Linked DNA regions of Mus musculus: region 1 is linked to region 2. A link is a contact called in public capture Hi-C data. All regions are on one chromosome and are shown on one strand. Each heading gives the region's core, a stretch centred on a gene start, on an enhancer-like site or on the middle of the called end of the contact. The rest is flanking DNA. Distances are from core to core; before and after follow the strand shown.

Region 1 (5,221 bases), core at 2,010-4,509, 460 kb before region 2:
TCTGCAGCTTGCCAGCCATTGGACAGCTCTTCCTTTCCCCTCCCCTAACCCTAGCTGCCACTTCCTGACCCTACAAACGTGAGTGACCACTCCAGGTAGCTCACTTAGGTGTTTATCTGTTTCCAGACCTGTTTCACTTAGCATAACACCCTCCTCTGTGTGAGTCAGTTTCCTTGATTTAAGATGACCAAGTATCATTTCTTCCTTTGTCAACACTGGGGCTTCTTCTACCTTTCAGCCATTATGAACTCTACTATACAAACGTCACTTCGAGACTCTGAATTCAACTGTTCTGAATACTGACCCAGAAGCAGCACAGCTGGGTGATAATTTTGGAGGACCCAGCAGAGTTGCTGAGCCTACTTCACAGTCCAACATCTGTGCACCAACTCCAATGCTCTCACATCCCTTTCACCTTATTTGCATCCATTACAACACCCCCCCTTTTTTCTTTTCTCGTTATAAGAAGCAGCTAAATGCATATAAGAGCATGATTCATTTTGCTTGGTTATGCAGCCCTTGTTGTCTTGGAAGATGCTGTGTAGATAGACCATGGTAGCCTCAAAGTCCTATAAATCCTTCACCTCTCTAGTACTGGGATTAAAGGTATGAGCAACCACACTCAGTCCATTATGGTTGTAATTTGAAGTTCCCCTTCGTGTGTGTCATGACAACTGATGTTTATCTTTTGCAGCATTATCTACTTTTCTGTACATGTTGTGTGTATTTGTACACACATTTGTGGGTGTGCCCAAGCACAAAGGGCAAGGGTAGGTAGGAATCTGGCACTTTCTTCAGTCACTCTCCACCTTATCTTGGGAGACAGGATTGTTCACTGGGCCTAGAGATGGATGCTTTCAATAGACTGTCTGGCTAGCAAGCCCTGGGCTCCACCTGTCTCCAGTCTACCTAGAGGATTTTACATGGGTCCTGCAGATGAAGATGTAGAGCTCTCAGCAACTTTTCCAGCACCATGTCTTCCTGCACACTACCAACCTTCCCGCCTGCCGTGATGACAATGGACTGACTCTCTGAACTGTAAGCCAGTCCCAGTTAAATGTCTTCCTTTATAAGAGTTGCTGTGGTCATGGTGTCTCCTCACAGCAATAGAACACTGACTAAGAAGGCATCCTTGCAGGACATCCCCTGACCAACACACACGTTTCCCGCCTTCCTTCACAGCAGTTGATATATGTAAGTACCTCGCTGTTTTCATGGCTCCAGCTTTGAAAGTGTGAGAGATACAACATAGTTCTCCTTTTCATGATGGTTGCCTATCGGGGATTCCTTGAGAATTAACATGACTTTTAGAAGACATTTTTGTATTTTTGCAGAGGACGCCATTGGCATTCTGAGGGGTTCATGCTGACCCTGTAGATCTCTCTCAGGATAGCAGTCTCAACAGTCTGAAACCTGCCAACCTCACACCCAAATCTTTGCTTTTACTTATGTTTCATAATATCCAACACACGTTTCTCTCAGTGTCGTAGGAAGTATCGTTAGAGAGTCCACCCTTGTGCGCTCAGCCCCCTTACTGCTTCTATTAACTGCTTCGGAATCTCCTTCATGCCTTCTACATAGTTAGGTTGCCTTCGAGTGAAGCTGTTTTCTTTCTTTTCAAACCGTATGTCTCTCCTTTCCAACTCACTGCATTAACTAGGACCCCCCAGCATGGCGCTGAATAAAAACACTGAGCAGGCATCCTAAGGCTGACATCATTCCACCTGAGGCTTTAGCATCAGGACCTCAGCAGATTGGTCTGTCAACTGTTTCGTGTATGCTGATAGAAGATAGATTCTGGGTGAAGGAAAAAAAGTCCTTTATTACTCTCAACACATCAAGCATAAAGAGCAAGTTTCAATAGATTCTCCCATCCTTCACTATGGTGTAGGGAGGCTCAGACAGATGTTTCTGCATGCAGAAGCCTGAGTTACTAAACGACCAACTTTGGGTATTCACTGCTTTACAGTACGCATCAAGCCACTGTCCTCTGTCCCACAGACGGACATGGTCACAGTCTTCATAGTTGCTCCCTGTAAATACTCTGAGAAATTACTCGGGTTGAAAGTGTTCAGGTCTTGTTTAGGCAGTCATGTTTGGTGAGACTTCGTGGGTGAAGTTTCTCTGACAATTCTAGGAGACGTAATTTCACAACAAACATCTATTCTTACGGCTCTTGCAATCTTTCTCCTCTCTTCTTCCAAAATAATTTCTAAGCCTTAGGTGCAGGGGTTGTGTTGTAGATATTTCAGTTGGAACTGTGTCAGACATACTAACACGGGAAAGAGAAATCTCATGAGGCCTCAACCATACACAAAGGTCTACAGACAACTAAGAAATGCTAAGAACAGGAGAAATAGCCTCCTCAGGGAAGAGCAAAACTGGTTTTCCAATACCATATGCCAGCCCTGGAAACATACATGCAAAGTACATTATAATATATATACATATAATTATATGCATTATATTACATGTGTGCATATATATATATATATACATCACAATCATTCTACTTACTATATTTTTATTGACATTAAGTATATTTATCTTATTGCACCCCCAAAACCACTATGTACTTCCCAGTGTGTGTGTGTGTGTGTGTGTGTGTGTGTGTGTGACCCCACAATCCTGCCATAGCAACAAGATGTCTTAGAGCAGAGGAAACCCATGGACCACCATCTCGCTCAACAACACATTCCACTGACCATACTGATTTCTGGCCATGTACATATTTCCTTCAACATCCACCTAGCTGGATAGTCTATCAGTCCATCAGAGGCTATAACCTAATCTGATTAGTTGGTATCACACAACGTTTAATGAAAGCTACTGCCCAAGGAAGCCAACTGTAATACCAACCACAACTGTTCCTTCCAGACTCTCAGACTCTCGGCCTTAGGGGGATCCAGTAATACCAGCAGATCCTTCATCACCAGGGGGTAGTCTAAGGGCAGGGCAGTCTGTTGCCCTTCAATCCTATACAGTGCAGTTTTAAATGACCTGCTGACTTTTGTAATGTTAACAATCAGAGGGAGTGACAGGCCCGAAAGCAGCCTCCACACCCGCTGAAGAAAGGTTGCACGGTCCACTCTCCCCTGTGTACACACAAACATGAAGGAGCGTGCCACTGGGAGATCGACTGCTAAACTCCATTTTTATAACAGTGACAGCAACGGTGGCTTATTTAAGCTGCTGCCCAGAGATGGAGGTCTGTTGATGTCACACAGGCAGTGGCCAACCTTCGGCCTTGGGAGTGACAGGAAATGCAAATGAACTTAGATTAGATTAAGACCAAGGAGCTGGAGAGATGGCTCAGTCAGCCAAGTGCATGCTGCACAAGCATGAAGACCTGTGTTTATATCCCTGGCATCCATGGAGAAGCCAGGAAGGGTGACTAAGGCTTCAAAGCCCAGCTCAGGGATAGGCTCACTGGCCAACCAGTGTAGACAATGAGGGAGCCGTAGGTTCAGGGAGAGACTCTGTTTCAAAAGATAAGGCAGACAGCAAGAAAGACATCCCTGTGGATATCTGGCTTCCACAGGTCCATGTGGTCCAGCGTGTGTATGTTCCCATACCCATGCCAACACACACATATCACACAGTTTTTCTCTTACCCACACCATCACATGCATACATATCACACACATTGCCCATCATGTCTGTCTGTCTCCCTGTCTCCCTCCCTCCCTCCCTCCCTCCCTCCCTCAAATGCAGAAAAGGGAGAGCTTGTTTATAATTTAGGCTCCAGAGCTCTGTTCCTGATATCAGGTAGAGCAGCTCAACTTTCCATGTCAATACCAACTTTTCTGATTTTTATAACGACACTGGAAGTGACCAAACCAATGGCCGGCTAGCTGTTACTTGTTACAGAGATTGCACTGCTATTTTCCCAGGTTGGACCAGGAAAAACAATCATTTGCTCCAAATCCTTAAATTCTTGGGATCGAGACTTTTCCCCTCCCCAGTGCCAACACTGCTTGCAGTTCCAGAAAGCAGTGTGCCCCCTTCCCAAACCTCCTTTTCTTCTCAGCTTCTCCAGGCACTTCCTCTACTATTCCAAACAATACACTGAAATTGTGATTTCTTCTTTGGCCCATGGATTACTTTTTTTTTATTTCCAAGCATTTGTTTGATTTTTTTTTTAAAGCCCTATTTCTGACTCCTCCCCCACCACCACCCCTATTTCAAGTGCCATAAAGTCAGAGGATATGCCTGATTAACCACAGAAAGGGCAAGAGACTGATGGCCTAAAGAGGCCAGATCCCTGGAACCTGGGAATACCTGATCCCTTGCGTGACACAGGGCAATAAAGTTTCTGTAGACTTAAAGTTCGCTCGTCAACTAACCTTCAGAGGGCCGCTGAATCCTGGATTACCAGGGGGCCCAGCGTAATCACCAGGGTCTCTACAAGCAGGATGGAAAGTAAAACAGAAAGAACAGATGGTGAAGTGAGAAAACCATCGGCGCTGCTGAACTGGCTAACCTAGAACAGCAACCAAAGCTTGAGAGACCTTTGGTAGGAAAAAGCCAGAAGACAGACAGTCTTCACCTACAGCCTCCAGAAGGATCCTGCCTCACCCACAGTCTCCAGAAGAATTCTGCTTTCTGATATGCGAATTTAGCCTAATGAGACCCAGTTGGGACTTTAGACCTCCAGACCTGAAAGATAACGTATATGTTTTTTGCTAAGCCATTAAGTCTGTGGCAATTGTCACCACATCATTAAAAAAAAAAAAAGCAAAAACGGGACACTAAATACACTGGAACCAGTTTATTACCAGAATATATGCTCTGCTGGGCAATACACTTACAAAGAGTATCCTGCCATTGGGCTGAGTGCTCTGCTGCAAATATCAATTAGTCCAAGTTCTTGAAAGATGGTGTTCGGTCTTAATGTTGTTGCGATTGTCTACTGGGAAGGGGTATGGAAATTTAGAAGTATAACTGGAAACTTGACAGCTTCTAATTTGTTTTCCTTTACATACTTTAAGGTTGTTTCATCTGCCTGTGTAACTGGAACCACTATATTCTTAATTAATTTCTCATTATTCCTGATAATAACTTTTCTGAATATTGTTAAAAGATTTATTTTTACTTTATATGAGATAGTGGTTTGACTTCGAGTCTCCTATGTGCACTACATGCATTCCTGATGCCTTGAAGCCTGAAAGCGGTTGTTGGACCACCTAGTATTGGAGTTACGGTGGTTATGAGCCACCTG
Region 2 (5,962 bases), core at 3,219-5,718:
GAGGCCTGTTCCTGAGGTACTGGGAGAGCCCCTCGCCCCTAACTGTGCAGAAATCTTAGCATCTTGCCAGGGTTTCAGAATGAGCTTAGCTTTGCCGGCTGAGCCTGAAATCTTTGATAAATACTTATTTATCACCGAATTGCCAGCTTGTTCTCACATGTTCAGTGCCAGCACAATTCCCTATACTGACTTTACATCCACTAGACTTCCATTGAAGGAATGTCTTCAGGGTGGCAAATAATAGGTTTTGGATTTTTAAAATTTTTCTTTTAAAAGGGAGACCCTTTACCTGCACATATCCTGGTGTATCTAAGAGAAGCTTATTGTCTGTGGGTTTGTATTTGAGTGGTTTGTGTGTTTAGCCTTACCAAAAGTGCCGAAGTGGGTTACCTGTGGGTTAGATCATTTTTTCAAACCCATCTCCACTTACCCAAAAGATGACTTCCATTCTTTTTACGTATCATAAGAGCTTCCCATCTGCATTTAGGTCCCAGGTTTTGTCACAAGTAGAGCGTCAGTCAGCGACCCATCTGCTCCGAGGTCTTTTATGGGACTATTTTCTTCTGTAACTAAGAAGACAGTGTGCCTTGTTGCCATTGTCAGGAAGCTTAGGTGAGGGGAAGGCAAGAGACCTGTCCCTGTCAGCACCACTCCTCCTCCTAACAACACCCTTGTGATGCTGGCCATGCGGTCAGTCCCATTTACACGTGAGAAACTGCCGCCTCCGAGGGATTGTATAATTTACCAGTGTCCTGTGACAAGGAAATCTCTGAGTCTCTCTGAGCCCTGCTCACAACTGTCTGTGTGTACAGCACCTGTTCCTGGGCTTCTGAGGATGCTGTGGTCCCTTGCAAATGCTGCCTTGCTGATGTACGTGGATTCCTGTACATCTGTCCTACACGTGAGTTAAAAGGGAAGACACTGATGCCTTAGACACATTTCTTGCCACGGTGTGCTTTAGAATAGAGAACTCTGGGACTCTTAAGAACATATTCTCTATCAAAGCCAGCATAACAGATCAGCTCAGTCTGGCTTTTGCACTGGCAAGAACTGGGCTTAGCGTTAACAGTTTTGTGTGTGTCAATGAATGAGCTGTTTTTGTGCTTGAGTTTTACTTTCCTGCCCTGCAAAGTGGAAATTGCACAATATGGAGAGCAGTGACTATTAGCAGTGGTCTGTGTAAGGTTATAGACTGTAATGGGGGTGTTGTTCTGTGCACAGCCCAGGCCTCTGAGTGGCACTCAGTAGCAGGCCCGTGGGCTGACTGAGTTAACGAATGACTGCATGTTCCTCAGCAGACAGATCCATTCTCATTTCCAACCCTACAAATGAAATACAAGAAACTTCTCCTAAAAGCTTCCATGAGACAGAAAGCAGTACACGTTCTCTTCTTTGCGTTTTGTGGAACATGTTTCCTTTCTTTTAGAGGCATGCCAAGAAACATATAAATAAATAAGAAATATCACAGTTGGTATTATCTGACTTAAAATATGTTGAACTTGACAAGAAACAAGCCGAAGACATTGAAGTGCAAACTTGAATTTGGAATTTGCAGGGGTGGGGGAGGCGGAAGCGGCCTTTCCATCGGCACTTGAACATATTTCTTCTCTTTCTCGTAAGATATCTTTCTCTCTTAAGTCTTGCTGGGAGCAGTCATGTGGTCTATTCGCCACTGGAAGTGTCTCAAGTCCCCTTCATGCCATGCCTTTAGACACTGAGAGCAAACATATTTTCAGGAGTTGTAAGGGGAGGAGGCTCTCAGTCCAGCTGCAAGGCGACAAGAGGGTGCTGCAGTCTCTGCCTGGCTGCCCGAGGTAGGAAGGGTCAGCTTGGTGTTTAGAATATCTGCAGCAACATTGAACTTCCCAAAGGAGGTCATGGGAATTAAATGATTTGGACAGAATGCGGAATCTTACACAACTCAAATTTCACAAAGCCTTCTTGATTAAAACCTGACTTATTTTCCCAGTGCTAATATTACTATGATATATACCTAACACATGCCGACTAAAAAATAGATGATTCACACTATGCCATATCTTTTACTCTCAGAAAGAGTAGAGTAATAATGGTTAGTCTAGATAAGTATGGTGAGGCCAAGGATTTTTCCAAGCGATTCTGTGTGATTTCCTACAGTGCCACTGTGGATAAGACAGGCACCTTTGTCTTTCTTGTAGATGAGGGCCTTACGTGGCTATGTGTCAAGAACCAGGGTTTAAATCCAGGCGGACAAGTTACAATGCTATACTTCTAACCATGTTGAAGAGTTGTTTTTTGGTTTTTTGTTTGTTTGTTTGTTTGTTTTGTTTTGTTTTTAAATACCAGCAATATATGTCTATGGACAAAGAATACATTTGATGATTCTAGAAAACTCAGAACAGGCAAGCTGCTCCCCTTCATTCTGTGTTTTCTTAGGTTTCACATAAAGATTAGAGGAAAATCTCTTCAAGACCTTCCAAGGATTCGCCCAAGGCTTTGGAAAAATCTTGCTTTAATATAACGCATGGTAACACACACTCATCAACTTTTGATGAGATGTGTCTGGGTGGACTTACAAAAGGACGTTGAGTTTTGCCTGCAGTAAGTAGAAAGGCATGTGTAGATTTATTCATTTCTAGATGTTTGGTTCTTTAGAGTTACAGTGGCCAAATTTTACTTATAATGCATTCTGTGGGAGTGGCAGCCCTAGAGCTTCTTCCAGCATCCATGAGCACTACATCAAGTTAGGAAAAGGACCCCCGAGGAGAAGGATAGAGAACACTTGCGTTCTCTGTCTCGAGTGTAACGTACAGCAGTGGAGAAATCAATCATTGAAATCAATAGTTGAAAAAAAAAAGTATGTTTATTGGGGGTGAGGAAACATACACATGTCAGACACACAGAGACAAATGCCCTCTGCGTAGCAGAAGCTGGAAAGCCCGTCTCTCCTGAGAGCTGGAGTTCTAAGTCTGCAGAGTTCCCTCCTCTAGTTCAGGGCTGGTCAGTTTGAAGAAGGATAGGGTGACGGAGTGGCCCCCCAACGGGTTTGTAACATGTTCTGATCCAGCCTTGAACTTATCGTGCCAGTCCATCACCGGGTAGCCTGCTGGTGGGAGACAAATCTCACCAGGCTCTTGTTTTAAGATACCAGGTTTTCTTTCAAGTCAGGAGGCTGAGGAAGAAGCAGTCATCTTGGAAGTTTACTGTCTTTATTACCTAGCCTGGTCCCTTGTCTGTGTGTCTGCCTTCTGGGGAGTCTGTCTAACTCCTAGTCTCTCCCTTCTACCGAAGGAGTGTTGCCCATGTTGATTGGTGCCAAGAAACAAGGCTTAATTTAGTACCCAAATAGCACAGTTCCCTCCCCTAAAGGGCTAAGCTGTGTGTAATAACCAGCCATGATAACTAGCATGCAATAATTAGTTAAGACTGAAGGCACTGTTTTTAATCACTTAGTTGGACTTTTAGTGATAGGAGCAGGGAGATCTGCCCTGCCAAGGACCTCAGGTCTCACTAACCTCTTCAGCTCTTCCTCACCTCTAAGCCCTCTGAACAAAATGGTTTGATCACAACTAATAATCATTCTTATTATTATCCTCAGACAACTGGTGCTAACTGGGATGGCCCAGGTGCAGCAGGACATAGGATTGAATGGCGATTCCAAGCAGTAGTCTACCACACAGCAGCGCTGGCCCCGCTCAAGTGGGCAGACATTACAGTAACATTCGTTTTTAAGATTCACAGGGGCTAGAAATGCTTCATTGTTAACAATGCTTGCTACTTACTCTTCCAGAGGACCTGAGTTCAGTTCCTAGCACCTGTGTCAGGTGACTCACAACCACTTGTAATTCCAGCTCCAGCGCCCCCTTCTGGCCTCTACAGGCACCTGCACACATGTGGTGGGGCAGAAGGTGAAAAATAAACTTTTTTCTTTAAACTTTACCATATAAAAACTCCTGTTCTTACTTCAGGTACTCATTATACATCTTTCCCCTGATAAAATGTCCTAGCCATGTTTTCCACCTGTATTTTGCCATAAACAGCAGTATCGCTCCCTGCCAGCACTCTATACAGGCAAGTGCTTAGAGGCCAAGACCTTCCTGGGTGGTGGGTGGTGGAGGAGCAGAGCAAGGCCACTGGGAAGGGAGGCCTCTGTGAGCAAACGGTGGGCAGGGGTCTAGACAGAGCAGGTGGAATCTCTTCCCCTGATCCAGCCTCATTGTCCTCTTTGGTTGTATCTGCCACTTATTAAGTAACAAAACAATCAGGTATTGTTGGTATTTTGATTCAAGCTCAAAATGTTACTTCCTAAAATCTCCTATAAGTTTTCACTTGTCGTCAGGATGTCCTCTGCACTGAGTGGCATTTCTTTGCTGTTATCAGGTGACAGCAGGTGTGTCTGAACAAAGCTCTCTGTCACTGAACACTGTAAAGGTTGCTGCCGTTTTTTACTGAAATTTTCACGAATGCATATACTATACGTGAGTCACACTCCTGCCGTCACTGCCCTTTCTCACCCACAGAGTGCATTTTATAAACGGCATGAAGCCAGAAGTGGGGGTTTTCAGCTAGCAAGCATGTGAGTTTTAAATCGCTGAATTCAGTACCTGTCCATTTAGGTTACTCTACCAGCACTCCAAATGATTGCTTTTTCTTGCCAGATTGGTTTATTTTCCTCCTTAGGCTAGCCACCCTTCAGCCTTACAACACTCAGGTTTATTGAGCACAGGGAATATCCTTTTAAAAAGATCATTGCGTCTCAGTTTATATAAGTCTACCAGCAGGAGCATTTATCACTCCCTAGGGGTGACTGTGAACCATGCAGGTCTGGCTGCCTGTTAAAATTTACGGCGTTTGTGACAGGCCGGGCGGGGAGCTACAGCTGAGCTCCTGCTCCGGTGACTGTCCCCTGGCTGCTGCGGCTGGGGTCACTGCCGTCAACAGGCACAGACAGAAAGGTCACTTCTCTGTTTTGTTCATGTTGAGAAACGCGTTAGATAATTATCTGTCTTTTGTTGTCTAAGAAGAATAGGCGCATGGGAGGGGTGTCCTTTCCTTTCCTTGAATTTTCCCCACTGGGCTCCCTAAAACAGAATGGCTGTGCACACAGTCCACACAAAGAGCACAGCACTCCAGAGATGACCCACCCATTGGTCAGGATCTGAGAGTCTTTGTTCTCAAGGAGATACCTCACCATAGGCCAGCCTTCCTCAGGGTCTGGAAAGCCTCCGTCCTTTAAACAACCATCCCAAAGGTTGTGTTCCGTGGAAAGTTACAACAATGTATACCTCACCTGTGGGTCGTGGGCATGGTTTCAACCCTGCACACACACACCAGCAGGGACAGGTTTGCCATGGATAAAGCACCCTGGATGGATGGGACTCTTGTCACAGGCAGTGGGGACAGCCTGCTGGGAGACTGCTGAGAAGCAAAAGCAGGTGCTGTATGGAAGCCAGGCTCACTTTTGGAAGGCCAGTCACATGGTGGCTCTTCTCCAATCCACATACTTGGAATTCATCCAGAATGCAGACTTTGCTGCTCTGACCTCACCTGATCCCTCTCACAGCCAGCAAGCTATCTTTACCTCTAAACAGACAGCCATGGGCTACAAACCCTCCAGTCAAAGGAACATACGGAGATTGTCGGAAATTCTTTTGAGATTGAAAATGTCTTTTAAGCCCAGTCTCTCTGAGGAGTTCTATAATGTCTGCATGTCTCTGAGACCCAAAGCCCCACCACACACACACACACACACACACACACACACACACACACACACACGACATAGTTCCTTGCCTGTTCCTTCAAAACCTCTTAAAATCATTATCTACGAGGCTGGCTAAGAATGCTTACTAATGAGGATGGAGAGATGGCTCCGTGATGAAGAAGAACACTGGCTGATCGTGCAGAAGCTCAGCTCCCAGCACCCGCATGGCAGCTCACAACCATCTGTAAGTCCAGTTCCAGGGCATCCGATGTCCTGGCC

The links. Capture Hi-C pulls out chosen DNA fragments and counts their contacts.
Region 1: a contact with region 2 is called in a capture Hi-C map of embryonic stem cells, with 7 times the contacts expected there. The contact joins two enhancer-like sites. A contact is called at or near these places in 1 of 15 datasets of contacts at CTCF or cohesin (the NIH/3T3 cell line), 3 of 484 Hi-C or Micro-C datasets (all in embryonic stem cells), 5 of 115 datasets of contacts at active chromatin or transcription factors (CD8 T cells, embryonic basal ganglia, embryonic stem cells and 1 more) and 1 of 9 other capture datasets (embryonic stem cells).

Annotation. Positions count from the first base shown.
Region 1 is chr14:78,681,047-78,686,267 of GRCm38.p6, forward strand. All of the region lies in intron 2 of Dgkh (diacylglycerol kinase, eta), which reads right to left. Among named protein-coding and RNA genes, the nearest start is that of Gm30716, 33 kb to the left of the region's middle. Within about 2 kb of position 3,260, at least 23 of the 459 cell types and tissues checked have an H3K27ac peak or open chromatin away from gene starts, as enhancers often do. A contact at or near this core is called in embryonic stem cells, where this site is marked.
Region 2 is chr14:79,135,618-79,141,579 of GRCm38.p6, forward strand. The region is part of intron 37 of Vwa8 (von Willebrand factor A domain containing 8); the gene reads left to right. Among named protein-coding and RNA genes, the nearest start is that of Gm30970, 3.4 kb to the left of the region's middle. Within about 2 kb of position 4,469, at least 71 of the 459 cell types and tissues checked have an H3K27ac peak or open chromatin away from gene starts, as enhancers often do. A contact at or near this core is called in embryonic stem cells, where this site is marked.